Linked DNA regions of Hordeum vulgare: region 1 is linked to region 2. Evidence: chromatin contacts called from public Hi-C data. All regions are on one chromosome and are shown on one strand. Each heading gives the region's core, a stretch centred on a gene start, on an enhancer-like site or on the middle of the called end of the contact. The rest is flanking DNA. Distances are from core to core; before and after follow the strand shown.

Evidence for each region. A called contact is a pair of places that touch in the nucleus more often than the background predicts.
Region 1: a Hi-C map of seedling shows a contact between it and region 2, with 2.9 times the contacts expected there. The contact joins two enhancer-like sites. A contact is called at or near these places in 3 of 6 Hi-C or Micro-C datasets (leaf and seedling).

The regions. Positions count from the first base shown.
Region 1 is chr1H:418,615,846-418,619,120 of MorexV3_pseudomolecules_assembly, reverse strand. No RefSeq gene overlaps it. Among protein-coding and RNA genes, the nearest start is that of LOC123441748, 150 kb to the left of the region's middle. Within about 2 kb of position 1,985, at least 3 of the 3 cell types and tissues checked have open chromatin away from gene starts, as enhancers often do. A contact at or near this core is called in leaf and seedling, where this site is marked.
Region 2 is chr1H:418,404,003-418,407,809 of MorexV3_pseudomolecules_assembly, reverse strand. No RefSeq gene overlaps it. Among protein-coding and RNA genes, the nearest start is that of LOC123441732, 43 kb to the right of the region's middle. Within about 2 kb of position 1,534, at least 3 of the 3 cell types and tissues checked have open chromatin away from gene starts, as enhancers often do. A contact at or near this core is called in leaf and seedling, where this site is marked.

The sequences.
Region 1 (3,275 bases), core at 736-3,235, 210 kb before region 2:
GCCGACGGCGCCCTTGTTCGCAGCAGCAGATCTGAGTGGATTCGCGGCAATACCAGTCCCGTCGTGGAGCACGTTAACCTGCCCCGCTTCATCCCTTGTCAGCCCCTCAACCTAGTCGCCTGTCGCCATGATTGCCAAAACCACCACACTAGACGAAGGGCGGGCAGTTCTACTCGAGAACCCCTTGATCGCCCCGAATCCAGGCAATGGAATGACAAAAGATGACAGCAGGCAGAGAGAGGGATCGAATGTGAGTGGAATGATGGGGTAAATCAGAGAAAACGACCGCGATCGAGATCTCAATGGAGTCCAGGAACCCTAGGCCGCCGTCGCGAGAGCGCCGAAAACCCTAGGTAGCAGACAGTTTTTTTTTGCATGCACGCAAACCGATTTTGATATCTTGGCTAATCAGCACCTACACGCATTTGCAATGCGTCTAAGTGTTGACAAATCGATTTTGGTATCTTGGCTAATCAGCTCCTAGACGCATTGCATGCATCGTCTTTCTACCATCACTTTGGAGAAAAAGGAAGGAGCAAACGAGGTTGGAAGGGGAACGAGGAGAGGAGTTAATGAAATACGTCCAGCTTTTTAAGAAAACCTGGTTTTAAGGTGCCCTATGCATTGATATGGAGGGAGTACGTGTTTTACCTTAATCAGACCTTGTTTACCCATGTCCAAATGTTCCACGGCATGACTGGCGGATGAAAAATTTCAGATGACCTACCGATCACGGGAGTAAAACGTCGCGTCGGAAACGGGAAACCACGGGCACAATGGACCTCCACGCGCAACATGGACCTCCAGGCCACCCTACAATGCTTGTTTATTCATGCCAGCACTTCGACCAGTCACAGGTTTCTGTCTCCACACCCACGGTCGTACGATTGGTCTCAGCACGTGCCAAGCGTGCGTGCACGGTCTCAGCACCACACCCCGAGACGGCGAGATGACCATCAAACACCACTACTAAGTTTATCCCCCATCCTTTGTCTTTCCGGAGCAAACCCACACGCTTGATTTGGCCGCATTGCTCGTGCCCGACCCACGCGAAGGCGACACGGGAGATTTCGCAGGCGACCACGCACCGCATCCGCATCGGCATCGGCATCGGCGTAGTAAGTGCCGGCGCGGACGAGCGTTCGTGCCAAGCAAGAGTCGGAGTGAGATGCCGGCGTGGGCAGCCGGTTCACACGTGCCGGGCGCGTCGGCCGTGCTCGTCTTTGCTTTCGGAACAAACTTGTGGTGGAACGGAACGACGTGGCGGGATCGCGATAGCGCAAGAAGCTCGGCCCAGTCAGTAGCCTGGCCGGTCCGGTGTGACCCGGCAAGTGACCATGGCCTCTCGAGCTTTGTCATGCCATAATTACGTGGAGGGGCAAATCAAATCCCGGGCGACAACTGGCGTGCAAGCGAAGCCCATGTTGTCTGCCTAAATCCGAGCTTGATTTCCAGACATGGACCTGCCTGTCATCAGATATACAACTAACTACGAATTGGAATACTGTATGTAGTACGTATATCGCACGAACAGGTTAACCCATTTGTTGATTGATGGACTGATTGATCGCCGTGTCGGATCACACCGGTCATCGAGCAAGCGCACGTACGTACCCCGCCCTTTTGGCTCTAGAGAAGGCAGCGCCCCCCCCGTCGCTACTGCAATCAATCAAGACCTCAACGCGACACGAGTCGACCCCAGTGTGGGCGACCCCGTTTCCAGCGATACATGTGTCGAGACCCCGTCATGTTTTACGTGGCCTGTCGTTCCCACGCGTGTCGCCGCGCCCCGTGCGGTCGCCGTCGGCGCATATGGCGCCCCGGAAGAGACGTGCTCGACCGCGCGCGTGCTGCATGCGCATCGCGCTCGCGCCACCGCGGCTTTTGTCACCGCGCGGCGTGTAGGCTTCGACGGGATCTGCCATGCATAGGCTGCCGGTGCATGTCATGCAGAGCGAGCTAAGCCATTCGGCAACCAGCTCGACGCGTACAAAGTGGAAGAACATGGTGTCGCTGACCTCAGCTGGTCTAGAACTAGACTAGAAGAAGCGTGCCCGGTTTCAACTTGGCTCCAAGTTCCAACCACCGGACGGCAGTTGCCTCCGAAGCCAATTCGGTCGGGGCCCGGGCTACGCCCTACACGGCCGCGCTAGCGTCCCGTCATGTAGCCACCGCGGACCACCTCGGCGGCGTCTCCATCAGGCATTCATCAGGCCCGCTCCAAGTTGCCCGTGCGCGCCGCGGATTTGGTGATGTTACCAACAATGTCCATGCCACCGTGCTTTTGAGGTGCTCCCTTCGTTCTTATGTACGTGGTAAATGAAAACGAAGAAAACACAGTATGGCGCTTGCTACAGACAAGTAGCAACTCCACTAGCTTTTGCACCGGACGTTTCACTTTCAGCAAGCTCTACGGCCCGGGGTCCGTTCGCGGGGGCGCGTGCACACGACACACCGGCACGGGCGCCGCGCGCACCAACGGAAAGCCGGAACCATGAAAGTTGCCGCCGGCCGGGCCACCGTCCACAACTTGCATGCGCGGACGAAACAACCACGGCGTTCGCCGATGCTTTCTTTCGTAGAGCTGCAGCGCACCCCCGCTGCCCTGTCCCTCGGCGTATACCATATCAGGCACAGGCACTGGCACGGCAAAGTGACTGCCATCCATCACATTGCCGTGTCATTCATAATTGACCCGTGTCTAACCCTACGCTGCTCCTTCTTTCCTGGGTTATCTAACGTAATAAACATGACGGCCGGGGAAGGGTCGGAACGTCACTGTCGAACTGCTGAGATTTGCTTTCGTTTCGGCTCCTCGTAAACAAGAATGGGGCTGTGATCTTCAACTTCTTTTGGCAGCCTCCTCGACCCCGCGCTCGCTAGTAGGGCCCTGCATAGCCTTTTGACTTGCGACTTTTGTTACACACGGGTGAGGTTACAAAAGTGAGCCACCGCTCAAAGCCAAAGGTGGCGACAAGGGACACGGTACGTCAACTATATATACATGCACACGCGCACGTATAGAGGCGGCGGCAGTAGAAGAAGACACACAAACATTACCACGTTGCGACATTATCAATTTGTTGTTATCTTCCCACCCTTCGAGAAAGAAATCGCTTTTTGAGTCGTCGCAATTCGGTCATGCTAGTAATTTCGACGGGACTGATTATGCTGGCGTGCGTAAGCGCTGGCAGGGATTATATTTCACTTGTCAGTGCCTCAGTGGACGGGACGGGAGCGGTGCTCTCGCTTTCGGATGGCACCCTTGGCACCGG
Region 2 (3,807 bases), core at 285-2,784:
AAAATCCTTAAAATAGTATCTAAGACAAAGATGGGATGTTGGGTAACCAACATCATCAAGATAACACAAACCACTTAAGTTTAAGTTAAAACCACTATCTAATGTCACAGTTTGGCCAAGAGCACTCTTATTTCCTTTTTCATCGGACAAAGGGAATTATAGCATATGTTTCTCATTCTTAGTCATGACATGATGGTTGCTGACCTTATTTGTCTCTACATATGATGTTTTTATGAAACGTCGATGGTCTATATATTTTTTGAAGTCCAAGAGGTTGCATTTTGGTTTGGGATAGTAGTTTATACACCGGATAAAATGTACACTGCACGTGTACAATCGTCAGTAGACAAAGTTATGGATTTGCTCCTACCTCTTCTATTGTGTTGAGTACTCCCTCTGTTTCAAAATAAATGTTGTTGAGTTAGTATAAATTTTTGTACTAGTCTAGTATTAAATTTACGACACTTATTTTTAGATGGAGGGAATATTATGTTTTAGATCTTGTAAGCATGCCAAACCCTTTGCTAAGATACATCTAAAAAAACTTCACTAAAATAAGATTTGAAGTGAATCAAAAGGTGGCATTGTATAGATTATGAATCAATGTCAAATTAGATGAAGACAACCTTTTGCTAAATGTGATGCATATTACTTCCTCTGTACCTAAATAATTATAGTTGTGAAGAACTAAACTAGTTTTCCCCAACTACAATTATTTGGGTACAGAGAAAGTATTTGAGAAATCTAACTTTCTCAATTTCTCCACGGCCCATAACCCCAAAAGACGAAAAATAATTTCAGCCAATGATCGTTGTGCAGAGCAAGGTGGGCCTTATACATTACGAAATCAACGGAATCTAGCTAAAGGGGCTCAGTAATGAACACTGAGTTGATATATCATCTGAGCACCCCTTTTCGTTCTCTTTTCAGAATGCCACCCATTCCTGGTTGCATGCAGCTGCACGCAGGCGCCCCCCACATTTCCTGTTCCCGACTCAACGCATTCCTGAACGCGGTCTCATCATCATCGCCCCGCAATCTCAGTCACTATCGGCCTTGTGACTTTTCTCCCGTAGGATCTTGGTGCAAGCTCATGTGAGGCACAGTAGACGCACGGGCATGGTCGATCCGGAGCGGTGTATGCAGTGCGGTGCTGTCGCCCGGCAAAGAAAGAAAGGATTTACGAGAGGGAGGGGCGCTGGGCGGCGCTTTCCGCGGGTGGATGGGAATCGCCGGCACGAGGCGACGGCCGGCCACCGCTGCTTTAGCTAGCCAAGGCCTCTCGTACTACCTCTCACCGGCCGGCCGTGGGGACCCGGCAGCATCGGGGCGCTGGAAAAGATCGGGGCGCGGGAGAAAGGCGGAAAACTACCGGAAAAGGCCCGTCCGCTATGGTGGTAGGCAGCCTCAAGCTTCAATCATTGGGGCCGTGGACGCACGATTTCCCGAGGGGATCGGGTGGGGTGGTGGATGGACGGCCGGCGGCAAGTGGTGGGGTTTTGGCTTCTCGAGGAAATGGACGTGCGGCAAAAGTGCCGGCGCGCGTGTCGCCCGTTGCGGCCGGGGGGATCTGGAGTTTGGACAGTGGCGGCGAGATGATTAGGTGATCTACTAGTAGTTTGGATTAGATTTGTTCTAATGTCTACGCCCGTCCACACGGAAGCGGATGCGGGCCACGTCTTCTCATGTCAGGTTCGTCCATACGTGGCGTTCGATTAAAGTCAGCATTATTTTTATTAACGACGACCGTTCACCGCGTGTCCACACGACCCACAGGCGTTCTTTTTTTTTTAATCTGAGCGTGCGGTGGAGTCGGCCTTATCCTCTTTCAAAAGTCGCCTCTACCCACAGCCACCCGCTGCTCCCCCGCGGGCGGAAAACCCTAGCCATCATGGGTTTCTTCTCCATCAAAGACAAGGGCAAGTCCCCGGTGCTCCCGTCGCCGGCGTCTTCCTCTCGTCCGCCTCGGCAGCGGGTGAGCGTATGAGTGCACCAGGCGAGGTGGCACTGGGAGCACCGCGAACCCTCGCCTACCCCGATGTCATGTTGTCGCACGACTGGCATTTAGATCCGAAGAGGATCCCAGTACCAGCAGTGTCGCGGTCGGCGCGAAAGCATGCTGAGGAGGTGAGGCGTCGGCGTCAGCAGCGGCGCAACCCCATGTACGCTGCAAGACTCTCCCGAATGGGAGGTCTGGTTTGCGTGGGAGCATGAGGAGCAGCGTCCGCGTGGCGTCCGTGATGTGGTGGCTGGACCGCCGCCACCCCTCGTTGTCTGAGAAGAAGACCAGGCAACGGAGGCCGCGTACCAGAACGCGCTGGCGTTCGTCCTGCGTGCAAGCGAGGGGGAAGCACGCGTCAAGGAGGAGGAGGCGTCCTATGAGAAGCAGCTCGTAGAGGCCATGGCACTCTTCGCTATTGACGACTGCGTCATTTAGCCGTTGGCCCCGCCGTCCCCCGTCGAGCCAGGGTCGTTGGTCCTCAGGCCCGAGTTGTACGCCTAGGATGGGGTGGTGCGTGAGTGGGTCAGCACGCCACCCGTCTGGTAGGGTGCGACGTCGGAGCAGGAGGCAGCCTATCTGGAGCGTCGACGGCAGGGCGGGTGTCGGAGGAGGGCACAGAGGCCCGGCGGATCGAGCTGATGGAGCGCGAGGCCGAAGCTGAGGAGGAGGAGTGACATGTTGTCCAGCAAGTGACGGTGCAACCACCGGCGGACGACGTCGTCGCCGCCTGGGAGACGGCCTTACCCTGGGCTGGAACGGCGCCAACGCTTGTCTACCTCACCGAGTCGATGACGAGGACGAGACGGGCGCCTAGGACAGCGCGCCTACTTGTTTTTAGTTTATTAAATTTTATGTTTAATATAATATGGACAATCCCCGGCCTTCCAGACCAGCATTAAATGTTTAATTAGTGATTTTTATATTTTCAAAATGTTTGTTATGTTTTTTTCGCGTCGTCTGAAAATGGATTGTAACCGTGTTAGGCACAAGCGCTGACCCAATTACAAAAACGTATACGGGCATCTGTCGGACCGACCCAAAAGACAAAGTGCAAACATAACACCCGTCCGTTTGGATCGACCGTTTGAAGTTGCTCTGATACTCCCTTCGTTCCTAAATACCATAAGCCTTTTTAGAGATTTTATAATACAGACTGCGTATGAAACAAAATAAATGAATTTACACATTAAAACATGTATATGCATCATATGTAGTCCGTGTTAGAATTTTTAAGATGACTTATATTTTAAAACAAAGAGAGTATTTGACTCGAGAGATTCACATGACATCATCGGATAATATAGGCCTTAGACAAGAATCTATAAGAAATGAAAACTATAAAGGCGCGCTCTAGTGGATTTGTTCCCTTTTGTTTGGAAAATATACCACCTCCCATTTCAAAAGAAAGAGAAGCCTACTAATTTACGAAAGAAACCCATATGCAAATTTTGTTCGAGTTTGTTTGCAGTGAAGATACAAACACAATAAGCATACTTTCGACCTCTCCATGGTCAGGATAGAAATAACCAACACCAAAGCAGACAAAAAAAGTCATCGACAAATAGTAAAGACATATAAAAAAACTATGTGTAGAAGGGGAAAAAGAAACCCAAAGCGATCACATTTATGATCGGTAAACCACAATATTGATCATCAACATGGCGTCACACGGACGACGAGGTTCTTCAACATAATGTCTTTAGTAAGGGAGTGACGCTCAAGCGCCGCTATGACCAACTCAAACAACCCAAGGCCAAATCTAAGTTTCCATCCTGAAAAAACAATCTGAGCATACCCAATCAAAT